Regions from separate parts of the Mus musculus genome. Here all the other regions are linked to region 2. Evidence: chromatin contacts called from public Hi-C and HiCAR-type data. All regions are on one chromosome and are shown on one strand. The core of a region is the stretch at or near the end of the contact, and the rest is flanking DNA. Distances in the headings are between cores, read along the strand shown.

Evidence for each region. Hi-C and Micro-C count contacts between places; a contact is called where the count stands out from the background. HiCAR-type assays count read pairs that join an accessible place to other places.
Region 1: a contact with region 2 is called in a HiCAR-type map of neural stem cells, with 5 times the contacts expected there. The contact joins two enhancer-like sites. A contact is called at or near these places in 1 of 15 datasets of contacts at CTCF or cohesin (the NIH/3T3 cell line), 3 of 484 Hi-C or Micro-C datasets (nephron progenitors, neural progenitor cells and uterus), 7 of 115 datasets of contacts at active chromatin or transcription factors (astrocytes, embryonic basal ganglia, embryonic forebrain and 4 more) and 1 of 9 other capture datasets (embryonic stem cells).
Region 3: a HiCAR-type map of neural stem cells shows a contact between it and region 2, with 6 times the contacts expected there. The contact joins the promoter of 1700057H15Rik here to the enhancer-like site in region 2. A contact is called at or near these places in 2 of 39 promoter capture datasets (the 3T3-L1 cell line and hippocampal neurons), 1 of 484 Hi-C or Micro-C datasets (nephron progenitors), 8 of 115 datasets of contacts at active chromatin or transcription factors (differentiating embryonic stem cells, embryonic basal ganglia, embryonic forebrain and 5 more) and 3 of 9 other capture datasets (embryonic stem cells, embryonic tail and embryonic trunk).
Region 4: a Hi-C map of cerebral cortex shows a contact between it and region 2, with 4 times the contacts expected there. The contact joins two enhancer-like sites. A contact is called at or near these places in 6 of 484 Hi-C or Micro-C datasets (the G1E-ER4 cell line, bone marrow-derived macrophages, cerebral cortex and 3 more), 9 of 115 datasets of contacts at active chromatin or transcription factors (bone marrow-derived macrophages, craniofacial prominence, embryonic basal ganglia and 6 more) and 1 of 9 other capture datasets (embryonic stem cells).

Annotation. Positions count from the first base shown.
Region 1 is chr4:124,504,975-124,507,674 of GRCm38.p6, forward strand. No RefSeq gene overlaps it. Among named protein-coding and RNA genes, the nearest start is that of 1700057H15Rik, 20 kb to the left of the region's middle. Within about 2 kb of position 1,412, at least 9 of the 459 cell types and tissues checked have an H3K27ac peak or open chromatin away from gene starts, as enhancers often do. A contact at or near this core is called in neural stem cells, where this site is marked.
Region 2 is chr4:123,956,101-123,958,800 of GRCm38.p6, forward strand. No RefSeq gene overlaps it. Among named protein-coding and RNA genes, the nearest start is that of Rragc, 40 kb to the left of the region's middle. Within about 2 kb of position 1,286, at least 19 of the 459 cell types and tissues checked have an H3K27ac peak or open chromatin away from gene starts, as enhancers often do. A contact at or near this core is called in cerebral cortex, cortical neurons, differentiating embryonic stem cells and 2 more, where this site is marked.
Region 3 is chr4:124,484,633-124,487,332 of GRCm38.p6, forward strand. It overlaps 1700057H15Rik (RIKEN cDNA 1700057H15 gene), which reads right to left and starts at 1,327. Exons shown (of 4, transcript NR_040774.1): 1 at 1,295-1,327.
Region 4 is chr4:124,593,734-124,596,433 of GRCm38.p6, forward strand. All of the region lies in intron 1 of Gm2164 (predicted gene 2164), which reads right to left. Among named protein-coding and RNA genes, the nearest start is that of 4933407E24Rik, 26 kb to the left of the region's middle. Within about 2 kb of position 1,353, at least 48 of the 459 cell types and tissues checked have an H3K27ac peak or open chromatin away from gene starts, as enhancers often do. A contact at or near this core is called in cerebral cortex and cortical neurons, where this site is marked.

The DNA of each region.
Region 1 (2,700 bases), core at 162-2,661, 550 kb after region 2:
ACATAATGGCAAGTTCCTGACATTGTCTACAGCCCTTATACATGAGCAGACGCCATTATGGGATTGGCTTAATGAGTAGCTTATACAAGGAATCCTGCACAATGACAGGCATGCAGCAGGTGCACAATATGTGTGTGTGTTAGATTTAACTCTGAAAAAAAAATCTAGTTCTCTCCTTAAAAACACATCACACAGGCATCAGGGACCCTCAGTGACAGGACAGGTGGGATCTGGGCTCTTACAGACTGTTGTTCAGGTCAAGGAAACACACAATGAGCAGATAATCAAATAATTAGTGCATAAGAAGAGGCAGGCAGTGCTGTGTGTGATGAGAAGAAAAACCCAGTAGAGAATGGGAGACAGCAAGCATCTTCCCAGGAAGATGTCTCATGGGAGGTGACCTTTTAGCAAAGAACTGGTCTAGCCTAGGGAAATGGGTCCACAGGCTCACAACGGGATAAGGTCAAAGTTGCTAAAGTTCTGTGTCCAGATTTAACGGGAGCCTGCTGTGACAGTTGTATAAACCTTAGGACCCAGTCCACCTAGTGCCACGGCCAATGGTTTGTGTCCCTTGGCACAGCTTATATGAGAGGGGATAAAAAAATCCAGATATCTGTGATGGTAGAACACAGAAGGTTTGAATAAGGGAACTCGGTTCATGAGCATGCACCTCTGTGTGTGTGTGAGTGTGCATGTGTGTGTGTGTGTGTGTGTGTGTGTGTGTGTGTGTGTGTATGTATGTGTGCGCACACGCACACAAGTGTAGACACGGGACTATGTATCTGCAGCACCAGGGGAATGAGGTGTTGGTAATGGAGGAGAGAGTCAGGACAGTGTTATTTGTGTGTGCCTCTAAAGCCCAGGGGACTGACCTCTGTGTGGGCAGTGAGGTAGAAGACCAGTTAGCCACAAGCAAAGTTGAGCAAATGAAAACTGAATGTCCTTTTTCCCAGCTGTGCCTCTGCTCCCCGCCCCTCTGGATCCCAAATGTCCATGTTTATCCCTACTTCACAAACTGCCTGACAGCAAGTACAATGTTGTTTCAGTCTCTAAGGGTTGCCTAGGTGCCAGGGTCTGGCCACTTCTCCATCCTCAGGTCACTGCATGCAACTTTGTAAGGTGGAGATTCTCTGGTTTTGCAGGTGGGAGCCATGGCTCACCGTGGGCCCAGCTTTCAGAGCAGTCTCCCTCTCACCCCAGGCTGCTGCTCACTGGCACAGCTGAGATTCTCCCCCTGCCTAAGCCGTGCCTCCCACGTGGTCAGCAGTAGGGCTCCTCCAAGGCTCCAGACACAGTCATGCAGTTATGGGGATTGATAACCAAATCCCAGCATCCTCTAACCCCCTCCCTACTGGCCTGTGCCCACCCTCCGGATGCAGCAGGAGCCAGGCTGGGCACTAATTTACACTTGTTTAACTACAGCTGCCGCCCACCAGCCATGTGTCTATCCACCATTTATTGCGCTTTCCAAAGCCCTGCCCGGCACTCAGGGGCATTTCCTGCCTGCACTAATGGAGGAGAATAGACGCATTATATGTGAATAATGGATTATGATGATACAATTTGGGTCTCTTAGCTCTCACCGAACCTAGGCTGGCCTTGCATTATTGATAACTTACACACACCTTCCCAAGCGTGTTTATGTAAATATTTAATAGGGAAAGCAAGTTAACCCATTGGTTTCAGCCTTTTCTAGAGCACTGGGGTTTAAAGGCTACGAGGGTTTACTGGGGGACCCTGGGCAGATGGAGACTGTGAGTTTGATCCCTTTGGGAAAACCAGGAAATTCCTAGGGCATTTATGTGGCTGAGATTTTCCAAGAATGGAAAGCGAAGCATGGGTCAGCCCAGCCACGAAAGACATGCCTCTGGTCTAAAATGCTGCCATGAGGGACATCTAATGCTGGACCACAGCCAGGGCAAGTCCTACCACCAAATAAATCAAGCCACTGCCTCCGACATACGTTACATGGCTGGTTTCCTGGCTTTTCACTCGGGCTCCACGTTTCACACTCCATTTCCTGATGGAAGGCAGTGCTTTATAGACCTTCCCCTACCACTTGCTGGACAGCGAGCTCCTTAATCTCTCTGAACATTGGTTGTCACATCTGTAAAATGGGGAAAGAGTGTGCTTGCCTCCAGGATGCTCAGGGGTTTGTCCAATGACACCTCGCCAATATATTGTGTATCTGAAGGAATCAGGGCAGAGGCCGACGTTCAGTGAAGTCTGCGTACCACCCATTATCACATAGCTGCAATCGTCTGTGAGAGGTCTGTGTTTTCCCCCAAGGTCTTCATGCCATGGCACACATTAATTGGTAGTGTTTCTTAGCAGTGTGGAAAATACCTGTGCTTTCTATACTCAATCAAACACTATAGTTATTTTGCTAATATTGTTTCTGGCAATTAAATTACTTCGGCCCCTCTGGGGAGTCACCAGAGTGGGGCATATGCCACATCCGATTGTGCTGAAGGGAGAGGGTCAGGAAGAATTAGGAAACCCGTGGCGGACTCCCTCTGAAGCCCCCTAGATTCCTGCTTTCTCTTTGGCTTATGTTTCCTACCTCTCCCTCCCAAACTGTTTCTGACCAGCTGTCCTTTATAGAGCATGCGTCCTTTTACTGCCAAGCCTTCAGACAGGTATACTCCTCTGCCGAAGCTCCCCTTTCCTCTATCTTCCTGGGAGCCCCAAACCTTTCAG
Region 2 (2,700 bases), core at 36-2,535:
TATGGATTTACTAGTGACCATGAACTGTTTCCTTGGTAATATGGAGGTTCACCACGTGTGACTCTCCAAACCACATGGAGGGCGCATGCTTATAATCATGGCACTTCAAGACTTAGGGGGATTGTGAGTGGATTCCGGGCCAGCCTGGACTGCATCTTCTATCAAGAAGATGTCTCCATCAGGAGACAGGGGTCTTGGCCATTTTGTCATTTGGATCTTACATTCAAAAGCACGTTAGAAGAAGGGTCTGTGTTAACCAGAGACTTGCCATTTTCCATGAAATCATGTCAAAGAAGTCTGGGGAAGAGAAGTTTGCTAACACAAGCAAAGTCATCCGTGTGCCTCTGTGGAGCGTGCCCTAGCCTTAGCACCCACGCCTCTGCAGATGGCTCCGAGCCTGGGGCTGCCTGCTCTGAGTACCTTGTGCTGAATGGGGAGGGGGAAATGAAGCCATCTTTGCTGTTCCTGTCAGCCGGGCTGGCTGGACTACAGTCTTCTGGCCTCTTTCTTTACCCCCTGGCCCTCAGCTTATCTAGCACACCCTGTCACCGGGCAGCCCAGTGGCAGCCGCAGATGCGAATTTGTGCTCCCCGAATGGCTTTCAAGCATTTATTCACTTATTTAAAGCTCACCATTTAAAGAAATGCCTTAGCACAGGTAGGGCAGCCAACACTTACAGAGAGGTCGGTGAAGGTTCCCAGAGTCCTCATGGAACCAAGCCAGAAGGAAAAGACCAAGTAGGGGAAGCCCTTGCTGAGCCTAAGGAGGCGCCGCGGGGAGGCCCGCCTTCCTGGAAAGCCAGGCTTGGAATTGTCTTCAAAAGCTGCAACGCAGCCCCCGGAGTTTGAGCAGGAATAAATCATTAGCATTTTATTTACAGTTCTGGGTTTACAATTCCTAGAAAATGATCCTGCTGTTCAGAGCGGATCTCTGCTTTCCGGGCTTCCACTGCATCTCCTTCCATCTTCCTTGTTTGGGGGACCAGATTGGCTCTTTGCTTGGATAAGAGTGTGGGACAATGGTCTGGAGAAGGAGGGGGCAACGACCGTGAGTCCCGCATTTTCCGACACTCGAATGAAGAGGTTCTATCCAGTTGGTTTACCAGGAAGTGAGGCTTAATCCAGAGAGGGTTGTTGGATGAGATCACACAGATCGAGCTGAATTTTGATCCCTGAGTCCTGCCTTCCAAATGAGCCAAGCGGGCGCAGACCCGGGAGCCTAGGGCTTTGGGCCGGACTCGAGTCCCCGACCCCACCCGCTGCGCCCGCTAGATGGCAGCCTCGGTCTCCGCCCGGGATTAGCCCGGGCGCGGTGACTGCACTAGCCAGTCTGGCTGGAGGCCCTGAGGATGGCTTCGTAGGAGGAGGCATTGGCACCCAAGACCTGGCTTGCAGGATGGCCAATAGAAGGGAGAGGCTGGCAGCTGTCTTGCAGCTAGGATAGATCATCGTCTTGGAGAGCTGTCCTAGGTGATCAGCTTGGGAAGTGACAGACGCAAGGACAGGGAGAGAGGGTGCCTTAGATCCAGGCTGACAGACAGGGGACTCTACTCCAGCAGGCTGACCCACTGCAGTTAGATTTAGTCCCTGTCTATGGTTGACACTTCCCAGTCATCTCAATTGCTTTTAGATTTGAGTGTTCGGTATTTCACATTATCCTGGCCTTCCTCTGAGCCAAAACGATGCCCCTCACAGGATCCACAATGCCCAATCCACAGCTACACCTTTGGATAGACAGAGATTGGAGCATCTCTGAGGCCACTGAGACTTGGGGTCCTGGGCCCAGCTACAACGGAAACAGACTGTGTATGCAGGGAACTCGGTGTTGTAGGAACCATGATCCTCCTAAGGAGGGAGAGAGTGGGACCCAGGGAGTTGGTTCTGTCCCTGGAGTGCATGACTTCATGAGTTCAATTTATTGATCTCGTTCTGTTAGGTTCAAAGTCTTACGGTCTCTGACTTCAAGGGCATTGCTGTTCCAGATCCACCTCCTGGTTGGATAAGATCCAAATAGTTCCCCTGGCTTCCTCTTCAGCCCAGTTCTCTGGCAGGAGGCAACTTTTCCCTTCTAAGAGAAGTAGGACTCAGCCTGGCCCTGGCTTCATCTACCTGCTGTCTTAGGTGGCAACAACAGAATTGTGATTCAGGTCCTGGACTTTGTCCTTGAACCCTGGAAGTGGGGATGTTCAGGTCTAGAGGGAAAAAAAGCTTGCTTTTGCTACAGTGGTTGGAATTTTCCAGAACTCTTGCTACTTCAGAACCTACTGGAAAGACTTTTCCACTTTATTATTTTTTAATTAAAAAATCTGCATTATTATTTATGTTGTGTACACAAGCTCTCGTGGACTCAGGTCGCCTCTCCCACTCACTGGTTTCCCTACTTTAAATCCCAAAGTCCTTCAAGAGTTTACTCACCTGAAGCTTTGATCCCAGGGTGTGTGGACCATTAGGCCTCAGGAGCAGAGTTGGGTGTCTGGGAACATGGGTGTCCTTGGGTAGGGGAGGGTCCCCAGGCCACATTTCCCCCTACAGGTCAAGCTAGAGGAGGCCAGCCGGGAAATGGAACTAGGAATGTCCCCTGATCTTCTCAGTCACCCTAAGGAAAACGGTCTGGCCTGCTGCTCAGCACAGGGAACTGTGGGAATTGCTATCCACCACATGGCCCTTGGTTAACATCACAATTTCCACGATAGAGCTGCTC
Region 3 (2,700 bases), core at 77-2,576, 530 kb after region 2:
CTTCACCCATGGCAGACATCATTAATGGATCACAACATGATTCTGAGAACTTTGCTGGGCTTAGCTGGACCTGCCTGCCTTGAGAGCACAAAGTGGGTGATTAAGTCAGATGTGAAATGTGGGAGCACAGCATAACGCCAGGGGTGTGCAGCACCACTCTGCCTTACAAGGTCCCTGGCCTGCCCACATCCTGTCACTTGGTGGAGCTGGTGGTAGGAGGGGGGAGGATGTAAGAGAGGAACAAGAAGGTGAGGGACCGTTTCTAGAAAAGAACACCACCTGACAAAGGAGCAAGAAAGAGTGACCTCTCCCCCTCTGCTTGCAGCCAGGCTGGGCTGTTACCGGGGCTCCTGGAAGGCCAGTGGGCAAAGCCTCTACCAAAGATTCCCTGCTTCCTAAGCCTCAGTGCTGCTTGCCTCCGACAGGTCCTCCCATGCGCACGGGCACTGCGCATGACATCATACTCTTCAGTGCTGCTTGCCTCTGACAGGTCCTCCCATGCGCGCACGGGCACTGCGCATGACATCATACTCTTCAGTGCTGCTTGCCTCTGACAGGTCCTCCCATGCGCGCACGGGCACTGCGCATGACATCATACTCTTCACAGCTCCCTCCTCCAAACACCCAAGGCAGGTGACACAGTTGCACTCACTTTTCATGGGAAATGAAGCCATTTGTCAAATGTCCACATGTCCCGCTCCGCAGCTCAACCAGGGTTAAGCTCTGAAAGGGATTCAGCTACTCAGCCTCTTGACTCTGAGGTTCCCCGTTCCCAAAGTGCATCTTGCCCTTTTGCCTCCATGGCTGCTAGCAGTCCCCTGGAATAAAAACTAGATGGTGTGTGTGTGTGTGTTTGTGGATGTGTGATTGTGTCTCTGTGTGTCTGTGTACAAGTGACTGTGTGTGCGTGTGTGTGTGTCTGTGCATGAAGGACTGTGTGTTTATGTGTGTGCATGTGTGTCTGTCTGTGTGTGTGTGTTTGTGTGTGTGTGTGTGTGTGTGTGTGTGTGTGTGTGTGTGTGTAGGAGGGATGTGTAGGGGTGGGTAGCCGTGCAAGCTGGGGACTGGGCAGAAGTCCTAAAGATTCACAACAGCTTATATAGATGAAAATAAACTACTCTAAAACAAACAAAAAAAAGTACAAAAACTAAATAGTGTGTGCCTGCACGCACCTCACTCCCTCCCCAGACACCAACCTGATTTCTGCCCTCCCATCCCTCTGGCCTCTGCCCTCCAACCCCCAAACACCCTTCAGAAATGCCTAGGAGAAGGGAGGGGCAGGAGGCTCCCTCACCTCAGGGTCTTCTGCAGTGGGAGCCTCCTCTCCTCTTTTTCTGAGGACAGAGCGGTTTTCCTTGTGCTCTATGTAAATGAGCTGTTTGTGAATGTGCATCTGTAATGGAGGAGCTGTCAGGTTGGGCTGGGGGGTTGGCTGCGACGGAGGAGGACAATAGATTCTGTGCTCAGAGGTCAGGCGTGGGGGGAGGGGACTGCTGGCTCCGGAGACTGGGGAGAAGGAGCCAGATGCAGGGGTCGGGGACAACATGCAGGGATGAGGCCCAGGCTCCAGTCTTGCTGAGACCTGGGGCCTCAGGCAGGGAGGTGGTAAAGAGCCGGGAGCCTGTGGTGACAGCTGGGCTGGGGAGGGTGCCATGTGCCAGGGTGAGGAGGAGAAGCCCGGGGCACTGGGGCAGCTGGGGCACACCCTGGGTGCCAGGAAGAAGCTGTAAGGCAGCCTAGGAGCTGCTGCTTTGGAAATCAGGAAAGACTCCTGTAAGGGACCCGTTTACCCCGTGCAGGGCCTCTATGCAGGATGGGACCCACTCTGGTCTCACAAAGCACCAAGCTCAGAGCAGCATACAAGCTATTCAATCAGCGGTAGTGCTGCAATCTAAGAATCCAACGATAAGCCCAAAGAAAACCTTCATTTAGCCTAAGGAGAAACTGGGGTGTGGATGACAATGACAAGGCCCTAGAGTATGATCAGAACCCCATGGTGGCGGTGGCGAGGAACAGCAGGGCTCCTTGAGGGGCCTCTGAAGACCAGCTTCACCCCAAATCCACAGGTTCTAAGGCAACCTCACTGGCCCTGAAGCCTGATGCCCTGGAACTTCTGTGAGGAGCACAAGGGAACCTCAAGAACTCTCTGGTCTCCTCAGTACAGGTTCGGGCCCGGGGCTTGTGTGGCAGCCACAGGTCACTCAGTTCAGATTTGTGAAGTGCAGCCTCTGGCCGCTACTTGGAAGAGACAGGCAAGAAGCAGCGGAACCCAAACACAGGCTGTCAGGACAGCAAGTGAGGCAAAGGGAAAGAGCGTTGTGCAGGTGGAAACAGAAATGAATGGACCTTTTTAAAGGTATCCCTCTTGAGATGAAAGAGATGGATGCTCAGCTGTGTAAAGGAAGAATATTACAAGCAGAGAGAGAAGCAGGTCTGGAGCTCTGGTGAGACGGCCTGAGCATCCTTAGGTCAGGCAGAAGTTTTCCAGTCTTTGCTGGACTGACACAGTTGAGCTTCTGCATGCCAGAAGCTCATGGTCACGCAAGCTTCCCTGGAGTCAGTGGCTTCGTGTTCTTGTCTCAAAGAGTATAATTCTAGAACAGGAGGGTGAATTGATAAAGGGTTTTATTATACAGCTGTAGGTGGGAGCTTGTGTGTTAAGACGCAAGCTCCTGGAAGTAAGGTACCATCAAGGGTCCC
Region 4 (2,700 bases), core at 103-2,602, 640 kb after region 2:
GAGAGGAAAATGTTCAGGAGAGGTGGAGGTCAGAAAGCATACCCCGATGGCTTCTCACCCCCCTTCTCCCTCTTGAACTCTTACTCTGACACCCTCTGCCTCTCTCCTGGGCTCTTACTTTGACACCTACAGTCGATCTACTTGCACACACACACACACACATGCACGCACGCACACACAGGCACGTGCCTCAGCCTTCTCCCCCACCCCACCCCACCCCCGTACTGAAACACTCAACTCCTCCAGAATCATAGAGGTACACACGCAACTCAACTGGAGAGGCACATTCGCACATGCAAACATTCCCAGGCTTTCCTCAACACACACATTCACGCCCTTACACATACAGACACACACGCAAACACTTGAACATAGATGTAGGCATACAGACTCACTTAAGCTGTGCATAAATATTTACACACAAGACATACTCATGCGAGCACATCCTTGCTAGGACCAAATTTCTTGGAAATTTCTGGAGATTCTGACCCCTCTCTGCCAGGGCATCTGGTGCCTCTTTGGGGGAAGAGACAAAGAGACTAGGGAACATCCCTTTTTGTTATTGTTATTTTCTTTCTAGTTTTTTTTTTTTTTAACCGTTTCAAGGTCTCACATAGCCAGGGTGATCCTAAACTCACTATGTGGCTGAGATTACCTTGAACTTCTGCTCTTCCTACCTCTACCCCCCTCCCACTTGCTGGCATCACAGGTATGTCCCACTGTATCTAGTAGATAGAAAGGGAATCGGTGTGTCCCCCAGAAATAAGACTTCAGATCAGCATCCGGACCAGCTCTTCCTGAGAAAGCCAATGACCAGTAAATACCCTCGGCTCTTTGACCTCAATCCTGGAACAGAAAGGGGGGCAGGCAGGGATGGAAATGGGAGAAGCTAAGGTAGACTGATAGTACCTGGCCCAAGCATCATCGACTTGTGATTTCCTTGTCAACCTCAGAGGCCAGCGTGACCTAAAGGGATGTGAGCTGCTGCATCTTCAAGCATAGGGACACTGTGATTCTCAACGCAAAGGACCATCCACTGGCTTCTGGGGTCTGAGATCCGGGCAGTAGGCTCTGGGGCCTGGAGACACAGGGTCAGGACCCAGAGCCGCTGCCACTGTCCCCATTCCTGGGCACCACCTCTCCAAAGCCTTATCTCAAAGGCAAGCTAAATAGCTCTGTATTTGTAAATTAAATATAGCCGTACTTCAGCTTTCCAAAGAGCCGGGAAGGAGAGAAGGAGAAAGAAAGAGAGGAAGGGAAGAAAAGCTGCCGCCCTCAGGAAAGTCTGGCTGGTACAGATTGCCTGAGTCATGAATATTCATCTGGCGAATGAGGAGAGCGGGAGTTTGCATAACAGCTCCACCCACCCAACTGAAAGAAATGTCACCGCCTTTGCCAATAAAGTGCCAAAGGAAGCTGGTAGAGGCTGCCAGCCAGACGGTGCCAAACTGCTGACTTCCACTCCTAGTCGTGGAGAACGTACATTGTTTCCGGCCCAAGGAGCGCCACTCGGGGCTGAGGAATGGAGCTGGCTCCTGGGAAAGAACCAGGAAGCAAAGTTGAAAGTGGCACAAGCCACCCACAAGAAACCTAACGGCAAGAGAGGCCGCAGCCTGACTGTTTTTGGCTACCATCAAGGACCCTGGTGGGCCAGCATCCCAGCTTGCCTCAGCTGACAGTATCAGGGTATGGACTGCCTTAAAGAAACCTCAAAAGGGGTCTTCTCGAGTCTCTTGAGTCTTTGAGGGCTGGAAGGCAAGGAGATAGGACAAGTGTCACTTGGAGAAAGCGCACCCACCTTCTGTAGAAGGTTATATTCCAACTGTCAGGAATTTGTCTTTCTCCAGGTTCACAGTCATTTCCAGGGAGATATCTTTTTTCCTCACACCCATCCTTAAGACAGGAAGTTTCCCTGTCCTCTGACTGCTCCAGTCCCGAAAGGGACCTGGTTCCCAGAAGCTGTGCTTCCATGCTGACTGTGAGATTCCAGCCCAGGACAGGACTCAAATGACAATCCTCAAACCATTTCAATGGAACTGCTACTTCTATCCATCCCATCCTCACTCCTGCATCAGATCGGAGCCTCTACAGAGTCTCTGAATGGCGCTGGTTAAGTCTCCTGGGTCAAGAGCGTCCATCTCAGCCTGGCAGTTCAGTGTGGACCCACTGAGATCAAAGTCGGTCTCCTACCCCTAGATTCCCTCTTGAGAAGGCTAGGAGAGAAAATGCCACTCTGCGGGGCACCATCTGAGTGGCACCTCTGGGTGTCATTGCAAACACACTGCCCACTTGCCTGTCTGGCACAGCTGGCTCCCGACAGTGATCACCTGAACGAACAGGAAAACCGGAGCTCTGTACTCAGAGCTTTTCTCGGGGTACAGAAAAGCAAGTAGGACAGTGGGCGTTGCCAGCTGCTGCTCCCACAGTGTGGAATTTAGGCTGTGGATTCGGGGCTGGGTAAGGATATACACACGTGCACACCTTCACAGACTGCTCAGTTCGAGCATCTGAGGACTCTTAGGTAGAACACATAAAGACACACAAGCCAAGAGGGGGAGGCTGCAGGATCTGAGGGGAGAGTACCCACTCTGAGAAACCAGGAAGGCCCCTCCTAGGGCTCACGGGACCCCTGAGGCTTGTGCTAACACAAACCCAGAACTTAAGCTCGCTCAGCTGAGATTTGTCTCCGCTGTGCTTGGG